Regions from separate parts of the Danio rerio genome. Here region 2 is linked to region 1. A link is a contact called in public Micro-C data. All regions are on one chromosome and are shown on one strand. The core of a region is the stretch at or near the end of the contact, and the rest is flanking DNA. Distances in the headings are between cores, read along the strand shown. Region 1 holds the start of cnih3 (cornichon family AMPA receptor auxiliary protein 3). Region 2 holds the start of si:dkey-1j5.4.

Region 1 (7,429 bases), core at 1,411-3,910:
CTTGGTCCACAAACAAAAGCGAAACCTATGCTTATTGGTTGTGATATAGCGAGTTTGAACCAATCTGGGCATGGAGGAGGGACAATGCATCAATGTATCATGTCTGATTTGTCCGGAGACACAGTGACGAGCGTTTCTTTGTCAAATCAGCGTTGTCAAATGTTGATGACGTAACCACACTGATTCCGGAGCCTCTGAAAGTCCGCGAATATTATGTGATACAGCACTGGAAAGCTGAGATTCTCTTCTTTATGCCAATCTTTGAATTGTATGAATCGGATCAGCGGATCAAAAGTTATTAAACATTTAAGAGCAATACTTATTTTTAGCCGCGGGCGGCTGTCTCGGTCTTTAAGGGTTAAAACCGTTGATATGCAATTGTTCATGGTATGATAATCGTGCACGTTCAAATCATGGTAAACCGTCATACCGGTATATTGTTACAACCCTAGTTCAAAGCAGAAATTTCTTATCTTCTGAAAGCTATAACAATTATTTTATGGAGACACATTATGGAAACACAAAACGTTTATCTTAAATCTTGAAAAGGGGTAGGTGCCCTTTAAATACAAATTTCTGCCCATACAAAATTAGCCATGTGCACTATTGTTCCAAAATTTCAGCAGTCATGACTTGTCCACAATCCATAAACTTTCAGAAATTAGTCTATTTTGTTTTATATACAGTAAAGATTTCTTATTATTACAAATGTTGAAGAAAGTCTGAAGGTTCAAGAGTTTTTTTAAGATAATTTCATTAAAAAAATTGAGCTGGATTATTTGAAAAAAAAAAAAATGAACTTAATAACCCCAAACTTTTGAACGGCCATGTACTTGAACACAACTTTTGTCTAGAAATAAATAAATCACAAATATTATATAACAGTAGATTTTGTGCTGGTGCCTTTATGGAGGGCTCTTAAAAGCGTGAAATGCTCTTTCATAGAATATTGTCCCTGTCTTCTGCTTTTCACACCACAGCTCAAGATAATCTCTTGGGATTTTCTGCATTCATGTGATGCCATCACTACTTTTTATGTACAGTATAAATAAAGTTGTGTGTATTACTGAATAAAACACAATGCCTTAAAGATGCTGGGTGAACGATACTCATCAAGTAATATTCTGAACTGCAACAAACACCTCAAGCAAATCTCTTTTAATGCCAGGTTGATGTGTTTTATTTTTGCACTGCTTAAAACTACAATGACAGAGCTGTCTCATGATCTCTGCCATATCGTAAGTGCAGTCAACACAAAAACAGAAGCTAAAGTGTAAAATGCATTCAGTTTTCTGACACGAAAGGCGACTGACATGGCAGGATTTTCCTACTGTGTGCTGATCAAATTAAATCTATTAAAGATTCAAAAGCTGAAACGGCTGGGGACAGCATTCCTGCCTGCCATACAAAACATCTGACAAATAAAAAAAAAAACTTCTGTTAGAAGAACCAAATGACATTAGTGGAGATATTGGAAATAGATTAGTTTAATGATGCCTTACTAAAAGGTTTGGGTTAACTGTGATGTGCTCATAATTACCCCTTATTTAACCCTTGGGGCTATAATGTCTGTTGCTATGCAAAAGCAAGCCTAGGGCAAACGACTGTGCTGACCCAAATCTAGAGCAGTCTTGCAGTGCTGTGAATGTGAGCGAGCGCTTTAATGCAGCTTTCCTTATGGAAGAAAAAAATAATGTTACACCTTGCAAAAAGTGCACAGACATAAAGCTCAGCTCAACATCAAAACAGGTCAAGCACTGGAAAATAACACAGCTGTAGCTTAAAAGAGGTTCAGCACAGTTATACATGGATATAATCCATCTGAAACAACCCATAAAGGTGCTTTAGTCATTAAAGAAAGGTAGAGCGGTGGGAAAACCCACGAAAGGTGTGCAAAAGACTTCCCTCGCACATGCTGGTGCCACCAAGTCAGGGTCTGCGTCAATGCTGTCGCCCAGTCACTATTCATTGAAAAGCAAACGATCATAGTTTGGTGATGTAAGACATGGCAGAGATATCAGGGAGCCTTTGATCAGGTGCTGGACAGTTTTGTCTGATGCAGCAAACACATGCATGCATGCCATCCTGCAGCAATATATTTACACAAAGCACGCCAAAGATGCAAACACTTACATGCCAGATCGCGAAGAAGATGAGAGAAGCACAGAGGACAAGGGAAAGCATGTAGCAAAAGGCAGCGAAAGTGAACATAATTGAGAGGAAACTGGAAGGAAAATCTCCAGGAGAGAAGACGATGCTCAGCGCCAAACTGGACTGAATGAATGGAAGCAGTTACGGGGCACGCGAGAGGGAGAGCATCATGATCTTCTGCTTAATATTTGCAACAATGTGTTGCAAACCTTGGCTCCAGTTCACTGCGATCTCTTCGCCATATTCACCAATGAATAATAATTACAAAAATAAAAGTCCGGTGGCGTGGCGATATTGCGCGAGTTGCAGCTCTGTGGCGAAGTCCATATGGAGATCAAGGCATTTGTGGCCAACGATGCATTAACATTGTCCCGTATGGTGTCGTCGGCATTTATAGTCCATTAAAGATGAAGAATGTGCGCAGTGAGGACTTTAGAAATACAGAAGTTTGAGTTAAATCACTGACACGCGGTCCTGGCGATCAGTTCACCTTCCCAAACAGAAGGCGCAAGAATATGCTGGCTAACAGGTGGATTTAAAGAGCTCTCTCTCTCTCTCTCTCTCTCTCTCTCTCTCTCTCTCTCTCTCTCTCTCTCTCTCTCTCTCTCTCTCTCTCTCTCTCTCTCTCTCTCTCTCTCTCTCTCTCTCTCTCTCATCACTGGGTCAAATCATGTCCCATAACGTTATTTGCAATAACTTTTTAAAAACATAATTTAGCCTACATTTACAATGCAAATTATTTTTTGCATAATAACGCATCTGAAGCTGGAATACTTGGATTAAAGAAATAAACTATAATGCATGCTATAATCTTTTAGAAATAGTTATCTTTTATGAGATTTCACAGTTATAATATCATTCTCAGATATATGAAATTTGTGAATATCAGTCCTCATGCTGACTTTCCACTTAGCATAACATTTTATCTGCAGTTCAGAAAGACTCTAGTAGCCTATTTATTATTATTATTATTATTATTATTATTATTATCAGTGTTATTATTATTTACTTTTTTTGTATAATTGTTGTTGTCGTTGTTGTTTTTAAAAATGGATTTGTTCCCAGTAGCCTTCAATAAAAATTTTCGTCAGTATATCTATTTTTTTCTGAGCATTTTTTTTCCCAAAATAAATAAATAACTATAGTAACGCCAATAATCAGCCTTAAAAGCGTATTTTATTGTTAGATATTTAGCCAAGACAGGAAAAAGATTTAAGAAAAAAAAAAGTAAAAAAAAAATGGATTTAGGGGGAAAAATGGTTTTATTGCGCCATCTTGCGTTTCGACAAACCAAAGTCAGGCAATCTGAAAAAAAATCTGACGTATTTCGTAACAAAAAACAAACAAATAAATATTGACCTAATGAATAAAGAATGCACATAGCCTGTATCAGTCAATAAATGATTAGCCTATAAGTGAATACAAAATCTTATTATAAGTGTTTTGTATACAAACATCAGTAAACATGTAGCGTTTTGTTTGTGTTCTCCGAGCAACGGATTATAACAATGGTCAAATCTGCAGCCTTTAACTCTCTTTTGAAACACCGTCACTCTATAACAACGCCTTTGTAGCCTACAGAATGGACAAGAGGTAAGATTACTATTAACATAGTTCTCCCAGGCTATATAAATAATGTAGAAATACCACAAATTGAACAAAATTGATGTGAATTTTGTTATGATGTTAAAGAATGTCGAGCAACTTTTTGTTTAGTGTTTCAAGACTATTTTTGAAAACGTCTCTATAACTTCTGTATTTTGGAGGTCCACACACATTTTATTTTACTTTAAAAGTATCCAATTTGTGTACAGAGTTTAATATTATTATTTTTTTGCTTGCTTACTTTGTTACTTAAACTTTAATTATTTTTCCCTATTGGCATGCTGTAATCTTTCTCTAAAATTAGCATTTTTATCAGGCTCCTGTGTAGGCCTATGTTCAGTAATATCACTTTTATGGCAAAGAATAAGTCATTTTCCTTGTCTTTAAAGTAAAATATCTCAACATAAACAAAGGAGGCTGAGAAACAATGTTAATTTTTGATGGAAATGTCAAACGACACAGAGGTTTTGCATCTTAACTCTTCACATATTCTCCTTTTTATTTTCATAGTTGTTGTGAGGTGCAACATAGGTTTTGTATGTATTCTAATATAATAATGAACAAATAAATAAAATGAGTGTTACCACAACATCTGTCTTAGCTTTTTAACATTTGTGTCATAGAGAAATTAATGACTAAATAATTTAACTTGACTTCAAATTGTATACAAATATATGTTATACAATTCATCTCAAGCAGGCTTACATTCAAGATTCAAAATGCATGCTATAACAGATTATTCCCTTTATTATTATCATAATTAGGAAACCCACAGAGAGTGAGTCATTCTGGAGTTTTGGAAAAGAACGGGACTTCAAACCTCACATTACACACATTGAGCCTGTGCTCACTGAGTAAGTATTTCATAAATCAATTTATTATTCCCATAACTAGTATTAAAAATTGATTAATACAGTTGAAATTACTTTTAAGTGACAGCTTTTCAAATTTCCCTTTGGTTTCTGAAGCGGGGAAAGCAGGTATTATTGTATAATTTAAATTGCTAATCAAACTGAATACTTGAGTGGATTTTTTGATTTTGGTTACAGCATTAAAGCTAGTTTTAATGCATTTGTAATCTGTCCCTGATTATATTTTCAAATGAATAAGTTAAATATAACGTCCAAATTAGTGCCATTGAAATGTTTTTTTTCCTCTACACTACATTAATGTGATGCCAGTGCCTTTGGTTATTAGATGTGACCTTGACTGGAAATCCCATCTGCGCTGGATACCTGAACCTCGATACAGCGATGCCCCATTTCCACACATCAAAGACATAAAGTTTCCAAGTGAAAGAAAACTCATGAGATCATTCCCACGTGAGTCAGGCTATCAGTAGTTAAAGTCTGTTTATTAGTTTTAATAAAAAGGATCTCTTGTAGAACATATACTTCCCTACACTGCAAAAATGCTTTTAATGAGAGCTTTAGTTTTGTTTCTAGTCAGAAAACCCAAAAATTCTTAAATCAAGAAACATTTTCTAGACAGATAAAAAAATATAGTTTTGTTTTTAGAATTAATAAGTCAAAATGAACTGTGTTTTATATATATATATATATTTAATTTCTTTAAACAATCTGCCAGTTAGGTAAAACTGCAAAAGTCATTGAAAAGTCATTGAATTTTATTAGTAAAATGTATATAAACCCTGTACAGTTGAAGTCAGAATTATTAGCCCCCCTTCAAAGTTATTTTTCTTTTTTTTTAAATATTTCCCAAATAATGTTTAACAGAGCAAGGAAATTCTCACAGTATGTCTGATAATAGTTTTTCTTCTGGAGAAAGTCTTATTTGTTTTATTTCGGCTAAATTAAAAGCAGTTTTTAATTAAAAAAAAACATTTTAAGGTCAAAATTATTATTATACAATAACTTAACTAATTACTCTAACCTAATTAGTTAAGCCTTTAAATGTCACTTTAAGCTCTATAGAAGTGTTTTTAAAAAAATATCTTGTCAAATATTATTTACTGTCATCATGGCAAAGATAAAATAAATCAGTAATTAGAAATTAGTTATCAAAATTATTATGTTTAGAAATGTGTTGAAAAATTATTCTCTCTATAAAGTAAATGAGGGGCTGATTATTCAGGAAGTTTAATAATTCTTACTTCAACTGTTCATGTTTATGATTAGATACGTTGATCATTAATATGACCACAAATATGTCAAATCTGTTTTTATAAAAATTGGGCATTTATGGGCATTTAGTTTATTTATTTAATTGTTTAACTGCTACTGTAACTAATATGTTTTGGATAAACCATGACTTTTCTGAAGTAAATGTAATGTATCATAACTGATTCAACAATTATTTGAGACATGATACATTTCATCACATATGCAGTTTCCGTCAACACACCATCTAACTTTCATTCATGTTTTTACCTTACTGCGGCTATAATGAATCATTTTCACACATGACTTTACCTCTGCATTCTTTATTACTCTCTATCTTAAAAAAATCTATAATTTATTTAATTTCTTTAAACAATCTACCAGTTGAGTAAATCCCATAATCTTGTTATGAGTTTGAAATAAGATTATTTTACTTTCTTCACTGCAAATTATTTTGCTTGTTTTACAAAAAAAGAAAATAAAATAACATAAATTCACAAGTCCAACTCTAATTTAGACTTGTTGTTTTTGAAAATAAAAAATATTTTTTACTTGTCTAGAAAATGTTGCTTGGTTTAATATTGGATATTTGGACTTGGAAAAAAAAAACTCCAAGTTAGAAAAGCTTCTTTTTTTTTCTTCTTTCTTTTTTTTTTTTGCAGTAGAAGACTTTACTTTTACCCTCTTCTCTGGTATTTATCATTAGATTCCAAGATCCTTTTATTATTATTATTATTATTATTATTATCTTTATTTGTGTCGATTTAGAGGCTAATATGGTGTCTGGGTCTGAATGGAGTTTTTATCCAAACCTTGGACAGCCCAAAACCTATCACAATGGAAAAAGATGTTATATGGATGGCATTAATCATACAAGAAGCACAAGATGCATTTCAGAAAATTCTCTGGAATCATCCATAGGGAAGAAAAAGCAGGGTAAGAGCGACATTATCAATGCTGATGATTACTCCCACTTCTGATATTCCCAGCCGTTTATTTAAAAATAAATTGCATTTAGAAATGCATCTGTCAGGACATTAGGCCATTTGTAATTCTGTGTAATAGATTAGCGTTTGTAGCCTAAGAAACAGTAAGACCTTTAATGAAAGATTTACCCCAAAAAATACATTTCCTTACAATTTCTTCACTTTCACAAGATTCTTTTTCTGTGTTTAACACAAAAGAAAATATTTTAAAGAATGGTAGCTATTTACACCCATAGTAAAAAAAAAATACTATTGAAGTTGATAGCTACTGGTCAACATTCTTCAAATTGTCTTTTTTTGTGTTGAATAGATGAAAGAAAACATAAAGACAACTGGAACATGTGGAGGGTGGGAAAATATCCATTCTTTTTACCGAAACAATTATTTACTCACCCCATACTTGCTGCAAACCTGGTTTACTTTCGTTTTTGTTGTTGAAAGGGTGAGAAAATAACTACTCTTTTCATCCAAAAATTATAACTTTGTTATCATTTTCTCACCTTTTACCATACCTGCCAACACTTCCATTTTCTAGATCTATGAGTCTCCTGGATTTCACACTCATAT
Region 2 (7,429 bases), core at 3,302-5,801, 160 kb before region 1:
TACCTCTATGATTGAGATCATCTCACACAAAGTGCTAATGTTTTATGCAGTATTTTGTGTATATAACCATTAATAGCCAATGACTTTAGAAAATGTAACAGCTGTAGTTCTTGAAAAAACAACGCTGTCTGAAAAATATACAGATATCCATAAATTATTTGTAGAAACACTCATTTAATTGCAAACCTATTACTATTATGCAAATAAAAATATATATTTAATTATTGTATTGAACTAATACAAAACAATCACTATAATACAACAGATTTTTTTTCAAATTATTTAAAGAGCCTCTATCATGCATTAAAAAAGGTTATATTTTGGTTTTGAGGCCTCTAACAACAGGCTGATATGCATGGAAGGTCAAAAAACACTTTCGAGTCTTATAATATGCATTTATTTTTACCTAATTATCCCAGCGACTCCCATATGCTTTATTTAGCAAGTCATTTGTGCCCAAACCCCTTCTTAGCACGATACTAATTTGGACTGATTGATCCGATGACCCAGTCTATTGCGATTGGTCGACTGCGTTCAGTGTGAGACCAAGAGAAATGGCCACCACAGCTTGTCAACAATTTTGAAGTAGCAGAGTTTAAGTGTGAGCCCAATGCAGGAGTACATTAAAGCAATGCAGTTTAACACCAGCATATTGCTCTATTCTTAACCGTAAATAAAAACAGCGACACACATTCAGTATTAATCCACACAGTGGCAAAAGCTGAACTATTTTGAAACTTGACCGCCGCACGTGTGTAAGGACAGACGATGGTGGCCATAGCTTTGAGAAATGGCAAATGGCAGAGGTGGTTTTATAAACGATATGAGAATATAAAAAGTTAAACAGATACACTACAAGTGGTTACGAGTAACAAAACAATTAAACACATAATTTGCAAGCTAGTGAAAACAATCGCACTTGAGTTACATGCACTTGTGAAATTGAGGGTGAAACTGATCCATGAACTGTGCACTGTAAAGTTCCTGTCAAGTTCTGACAAAGTCCCATACATCAATGGTCTTTTCTGATCATGTTTTTAACAAACGGCAGACGAATCCTCTGTTGTAACTGTAGATTGCTGTAGAAACAACACAGCACAAGGATGGGGCTTCAATGCTGAGGTATTTATTGCAAAAATAAACTTCAACCACTGACTCTTCACAGTTTCATCTTTGGGTGGAGAAAATAACATTAACTTTCTTTCACACTTCAGAGCACAGCGTCTTCATGACATGATTCAACCGGGATCTGCTACAGTGTTTGTCTTCTTTTTCTTTCTATTGTTTGTGGGCGGGGCCAGGGGGTTAAATTTTCCCAGGTCAGCGTGCACAACAAATGGGCGGGGCTTGAGTTTCGTACATCACTGATAATATATGTAAACAACTCTGAGTCAAATCTTTTATAGATGAATCAAAAGTTTTAAACTCCGAATTTGAGCCTTAGCTTGATATTTCACTTCACTTAAAGCTGTTACACACTGCATAGAAGGTCATTTTCAAAAACACATAATGGGCCTCTTTGATAATATTAAAAAATATATATTTTGAATGTGTATAATGAATATTGTTATGCAATATAAATGACATACATTATATATTTAATTTTTTAAAAATGTTTTTAGCTTTTAAATTTTAAACCATGGAGCTTTTATTTTGGTGGAAAACTGCACGGAAAATCCTGAAATGCTTCTCTTTTGTTGACAACTGATATATAATTCCTTCTTTTTAAAAACTTGCGAAGACGTTGGGTGAATGTTAAGTTTTCATATATATCAGCCTTGCAATGACACTGAAAACATTCTATCAAAAGATGACAATGATTTATATAATTATAAAAGCAATAAACCATATCACATTGTAGAATTAATTAAAGAATCTACTGGTAAATTGGCAAGTGACATTGTTTAATGTACTGACCAGTGTCGATTGTTATTATTTTATGATTCACTGTTTTGATAAAATGATATCTGACTAAAGCCAGCATTTGATTCTTGTGCTTTTCTGTAGGGTTCAACAATCTGGTCCCTTATTTTTACCTGATCTATTTGGTCACTCTGCTGGTGCACCGTAACGCACGGGACGAGCGTCAGTGCAGGAAAAAGTACGGCTCTGCATGGGAAGAGTACTGCAAAGCTGTCCCGTACCGCATTTTCCCAAGAGTATACTGAGACTTAGTCTGTTATGGACACTCGGGGCCTAAACAGGATGACACCGAACATCAGACAGGGAATGAGTCATTAGCAGCTTAGCCTCCTTTTTAAAGTCTTTTAAAAACAAAAACAATTACAATTGAGCACCAAAATCAAACCAATTTTTCAGTCACAAAGCGTTTACGGATTGTGGACACTGCCCCAGTTTGCAGAGTTTGATCTCTTAGATGTATATTATTGTACATATGTTTTTTTTTTTTTTTAACTCTTAAATTTGTGTTGCATAATCCTCAACTTGCCATCTCATCTGATGTACACACATATACACATTTAACGTATTTGCTTGGCTATTTACCATTGACTTTTTTTTATGACACATTGTGTAATGCTTTTGTATATTGTGTATGATGGGATTTTTTTATATGTGTATAGTAAGGAAAAGATGTAATGTTCGTTCTCAGGACCAGCAATTTGTGAAAAAAAAAATACAAAAAAAAAACAACTAAAAATAAGCAAAACTATATTTTCATAAGTTCTGTACATAGTTAAAACTTTTTTTGGTTTGATTTGCATTTTAGGCATTCATGCACTATGCTAAACCTTGTTTTTCATCCAAAGTTCACACAATTTGGCTTTGCTACCTCAGTTTTATTTCTGTAGAAAACCATGTATGAATTAGTTTTTTCTTTTTGAGTTTTGGAATCTGGTTTTCAGGCACTATATGAAGTGTATCTTTCTCAATCATAATTGTGTGCTGTGAACAAAAATGTTGAACTATGAACTTTAATCTTGTGCAAGGTAGCATGACTTTTCATTGAGGGTTTTAATGAAAAATGAAAAAAATGACAATGCTTAACTGTGAATGTGTATTGTAAAGCTTTTCTTAACCTATTACATCAGTCTCTCTTCTATGCAAGTATATCACTTGTGGGCATAACAGTTGTCCTAATGAGAGTTAAAAATAAGTGTTTCTAGTTAAGATGAGCTGTTACTTTATAGCAGTGAAAGAAAGCGTTGTACAATGTTATTTATCTGGTGTTCAATTGTGTTATTTGACAAGCAGTTTCTGTGTAAATGCCGTTTTTAATATTCATTATTGATTAAACCACTTTAGACAAACAGTATGCCGCATGTCTTGTCCCAAAACGAAATGTACAGATTGCTGAATTTATTCATTTACTTATCTAGAAATCCCTGACATATGTTGCATTGAGTTTGACTGTTGTGAATTCCTACTGTAGTTTGTCTTTTTCCATCATTTCATTTCTTTTTTTCCCCCGTCATTAGTTCCACTCACTGATCAAATCACTTGTAACTATGTGTGATAAAAACAGACTTTATTTAACCTTATTGTTACAAATACATTTAATATTTAATTTGCTTTTTGACTTGATATTTCGTATTTGTTTAATGAATGTAGTTTTATATTACAAAAATATTACATTAAGTAAAATATTGTCCAAAAAGTGACATTTTTGTTTTATAAAATAATGTTACTTGATTTTGTTACAGATTGGAATGGAAAATTACAGTATTAGAGTGACAACATTAGTCTTTTAGTCTCAGAAAAGAAAGTGTTTGAGTCTGTTTTATACTATTGTTTAGTTTAGTTCAGTTCAGCGGTGTCCAAACTCAATCCTGGAGGGCCGCGGTCCTACTGCGTTTAGCTCCAATTTGCTTGCCAAGAAGTTTCTAGTATATCTTAGTAAAAGACTGATTGGCTGGTTCAGGTGTGTATGGTTAGGGTTGGAACTAAACTCTTCAGTTCACCAGCCCTTCGGGACAGAGTTTGGAGACCCCTTGCTAAGTTTAGCTCTGCAGGTTATATTATCAGCAAACCTCACAGACTGAGCAGGAAATATGCATGCTTTGCACACAGACTAGACTCCAATAAAATCAATAAACCTGGAAGAATGGCATACTTGGACATTCAAATGTATCGCTCCATTGCTAAATATACATAAAAGTACACAGAATATAATTAAAACATAAAAATGTTTCGAGTTTTCTCCCTAAAGGTTAGGATTGCAGATAGAATAGAATGTACGTGCTGGTGTTAATGCCAGAAAAGTTTTCACAAACACACACACACACACACATATATACATATATAAGAATCGATTCATTTGAGTCATATGTTCGTAAATCAGACTTCATATTTTAATTATACGTGTGTATATGTGTGCTTCACGCGAGAAGCTTTACCTAAAACTCGGTGAAATGGGTAATAACAGAACCTAATTTTAAATTGAGATCTTAGTATAATTATGCACTTATTTGCGACCCCCAGTTTGAAACGGATACAGGCGAATATTTCTGTTGTTTCCAACTGAAATCAGAAGTTGGATGGCAAATATGAGTTAAGTTAAGTCACGTGACGAGATTCATAATTAGCTAGTCAGTTGCAGGTGCAGCACCATTTTCTGACATCCATGACAGTCATCTGTTGTCAAGTGAAGTGACACGAGCTAAACGTCTTATAGCTTTTGTGAGAGCCAAAGAAGAAAGTTATGGCTAAAGGGTGAGTAAAGTTCCAGATTTGTCACTCTCATTCTTACTAATTATTTACACTTGACAACCTGTTTACTTTTTTGATGTATTGGAGTGGTAATTTAGTAGTCTATCTTTTAATTATGGTAGGAATTTACGTTGTCTATCTATCTTCAACACTTTTAGGATGTTATTCACAATTAAATGTCCTGACAGAAACACTGAACAAAACAAATACTGTATACTTTCACTGTAACATTACTGTTTCTACAATGTTTCATGAAATAAATTGCAGTATAAAGTAGTGCTGTCAAACGAATAATCGCAATTAATTACATCTGAAATAAAAATTCATTTTTACTAAATATATGTGTGTGTACTGTGTAAATTTTTGTTTATATAAATATATGCGTAACTATATTGTATAGAATCCTTGTTTATAAATATATATACATACAAATTGTACATATATTTCTTTTGTATATTTTTTTTTACATTTTATGTACAGTATGTGTGTATACAAATACATAAATATAGTACACGTGTATATATTTTGTAATGCAAACTTTTATCTGGGATGTGATCAGTTGTTTGACAGCACTACTGTAAAGTTTATCGTCAGATTGCATGCAGCATGCCTCTATATACAGTCTATTACAAAAGGAGTGTTTAAATTCACAGTAGGAAAAAAGTACCCAAAACTGCCACTACTAATGACTGTGACCTATGCGGTGGGGACTCTTCTTTGAGGCCATGGAGGTGGATTTGTGATTGGCAGTGAAGGAACACAACTGATGCTGGTAGGATACAGATTATGTTTTTCTTTGGCTGTCACAAAATGGGAATTACATGGGATAGTTTATCTAAAAATTTAATTTTTATTTGCCTTAGGTTGAAACACAGATGAAAATATTTTGAAGAAAGTTGATTTGTTGTTAAAGGTTTTCATCTTTCTTCAAAATATCATCTTTTTTGTTTGACAGAAGACAATCAAATGGTATTGGAACTAGAGGATGAGTAAATAACAAGAGAATTTTCATTTTTGGGTGAACTATCCTTTTAGGCAATGTTGAATATAGCTTTTGTGATTTCAAGACTTTCTAAACACACAAGATTGAATCCTCAAATTGTACTCTGAAGCAGTGAAAGTGTTTTTTTGTTTTTTTTTTGTTTTTTGGATACATGGAACACTCTTGTGCACTACTAAATTATTCCTTGTTGCATGCATACACTCTGCATTAGCTCCAGTCTAGCACTAGATGTCATCAGTGTGACGCACAAATGATGTAAGGTTTGACGTGTAATAGAGCATTTGGCACACGGATGTTTATTTTGGGCTCCTGGGGTGAGGGATCTAGTGTCAGAGTATCAGTTTCCCCATCAAGGGAAATGACAAAGTGACTGATGCATGAAGCCATTTCATTCCTTGGCCAACACGCAACAAATGAAGTACCCGTGAATGTGCACATTAGAAAGCTAATTGGCGTTAGTGTCATGCTAAATTGTGCTTTATTACGAACAACATCTGTTAGCTTGGATCTGTGTGAAGTGCTTCTCATTTCCAAACTATTATTTTCTCCTTTCCTGTGATTTGGGGAAAAGATTGTAAAATATTGTTTTTTTTTTTTTTTTTTTTTTTTTTTAAATATTGTTTTTAGTATAAAAAATGCATATTCAGTAACAAAATCACTCGGTTGTGTTGCATAGATATTCAGTTAGCTCAATTTGAGGGTTGAAATGATCAAATGGAAAATGTGAGATCCCAATCTCTCCCCGGGACCACTCCACTCTCAAAAATGCTGCTCTTAAACCAAATTTTAGTGCAGTATGGACAAACCCAACCTTTGGGTTTTTCAATAATTCACTAACTAATTGAACATATTGGTTGTGTTTGTCCATATTTGACCTAAGTTTGGGCTTCTAATGGTGTACAGGGGCGCATTTAACCAATAAGCAAGATAAGCCAATAGTATCTGGATGCAGCCTTTATGATGCAAGCTGTGATTGCATGGCTCCAAGATGCAATGTCAGACACAATGCATATAATGGAGCTAGTGACGTCACTATAAGTAGTAGGGTTAGTTTAGGTGAGCCCATTCAAAAGCAATGGATGCAGCTCAGATTGCATCTGCACCGAGTCTACAGACAGAGCTCTTTTAGATAAGCAGCCACTTAGGGCCCCAGGAAATTTGAGGGCTCCCAAATATATACTAGTAGTATAAATTATATCTATAAATTAAATATAACATAATTTTCTGTCATATTTCGTATGATGAGTATCTAAAAAAAATAAATGTTTAATGTTTATTAGATCTGTGCAAATGTAGCCCCACCCTCGATCATGGAGAGTCCAGCAGTCAAATTAGGTAAAGATTAAGTTTTAAAAACAAAATAAGTTTATAATTAATTTTTAGTCGTGAATTCATTTTAAGAACACCAATCATTTGAAAAGTTTTACAAGATGCTTTACATGTTGTTGTTGTTGTTGTTATTATTTTGCATTATACAAAATGTAGAAAAATTAGTGATTTGGAGCGTACTCACACTATGTACAGTTGTCTTGAACCGGGCCAAAGCACGCTTGTCCCCCCTCCAATCTCCCCTGATGGCCCGCACTCACATTACATTCGGGCCTGAGCACGCTTACGTCATCGATGATGCGCTCTTCAGTAAGCGCTTTTGCTCAGCACAGTGGAGATTTCGCAGTCAGATCTTCTGCTGAACATATCAGCCCCTTTTGATGCTCATAAACAATCATAAAGTCCTCGTGCTGCAGGAATTAGGAGGTG

What was found. Hi-C and Micro-C count contacts between places; a contact is called where the count stands out from the background.
Region 2: a contact with region 1 is called in a Micro-C map of caudal fin, with 13 times the contacts expected there. The contact joins the promoter of si:dkey-1j5.4 here to the promoter of cnih3 in region 1. A contact is called at or near these places in 6 of 18 Hi-C or Micro-C datasets (caudal fin, embryo, fibroblasts and 2 more) and 2 of 4 datasets of contacts at active chromatin or transcription factors (caudal fin and embryo).

What each region holds. Positions count from the first base shown.
Region 1 is chr20:39,498,770-39,506,198 of GRCz12tu, reverse strand. It overlaps cnih3 (cornichon family AMPA receptor auxiliary protein 3), which reads right to left and starts at 2,660. Exons shown (of 6, transcript XM_687375.9): 1 at 2,134-2,660. The coding sequence starts at 2,211. spats1 (spermatogenesis associated serine rich 1) reads left to right here and starts at 3,471. Exons shown (of 6, transcript XM_021468657.3): 1 at 3,471-3,744; 2 at 4,521-4,610; 3 at 4,954-5,078. The coding sequence starts at 3,734.
Region 2 is chr20:39,665,329-39,672,757 of GRCz12tu, reverse strand. It overlaps si:dkey-1j5.4, which reads left to right and starts at 4,551. Exons shown (of 6, transcript XM_073933543.1): 1 at 4,551-4,671; 2 at 5,325-5,440. It overlaps lbr (lamin B receptor), which reads left to right. Exons shown (of 14, transcript NM_001002720.1): 14 at 2,008-2,668. The coding sequence ends at 2,168.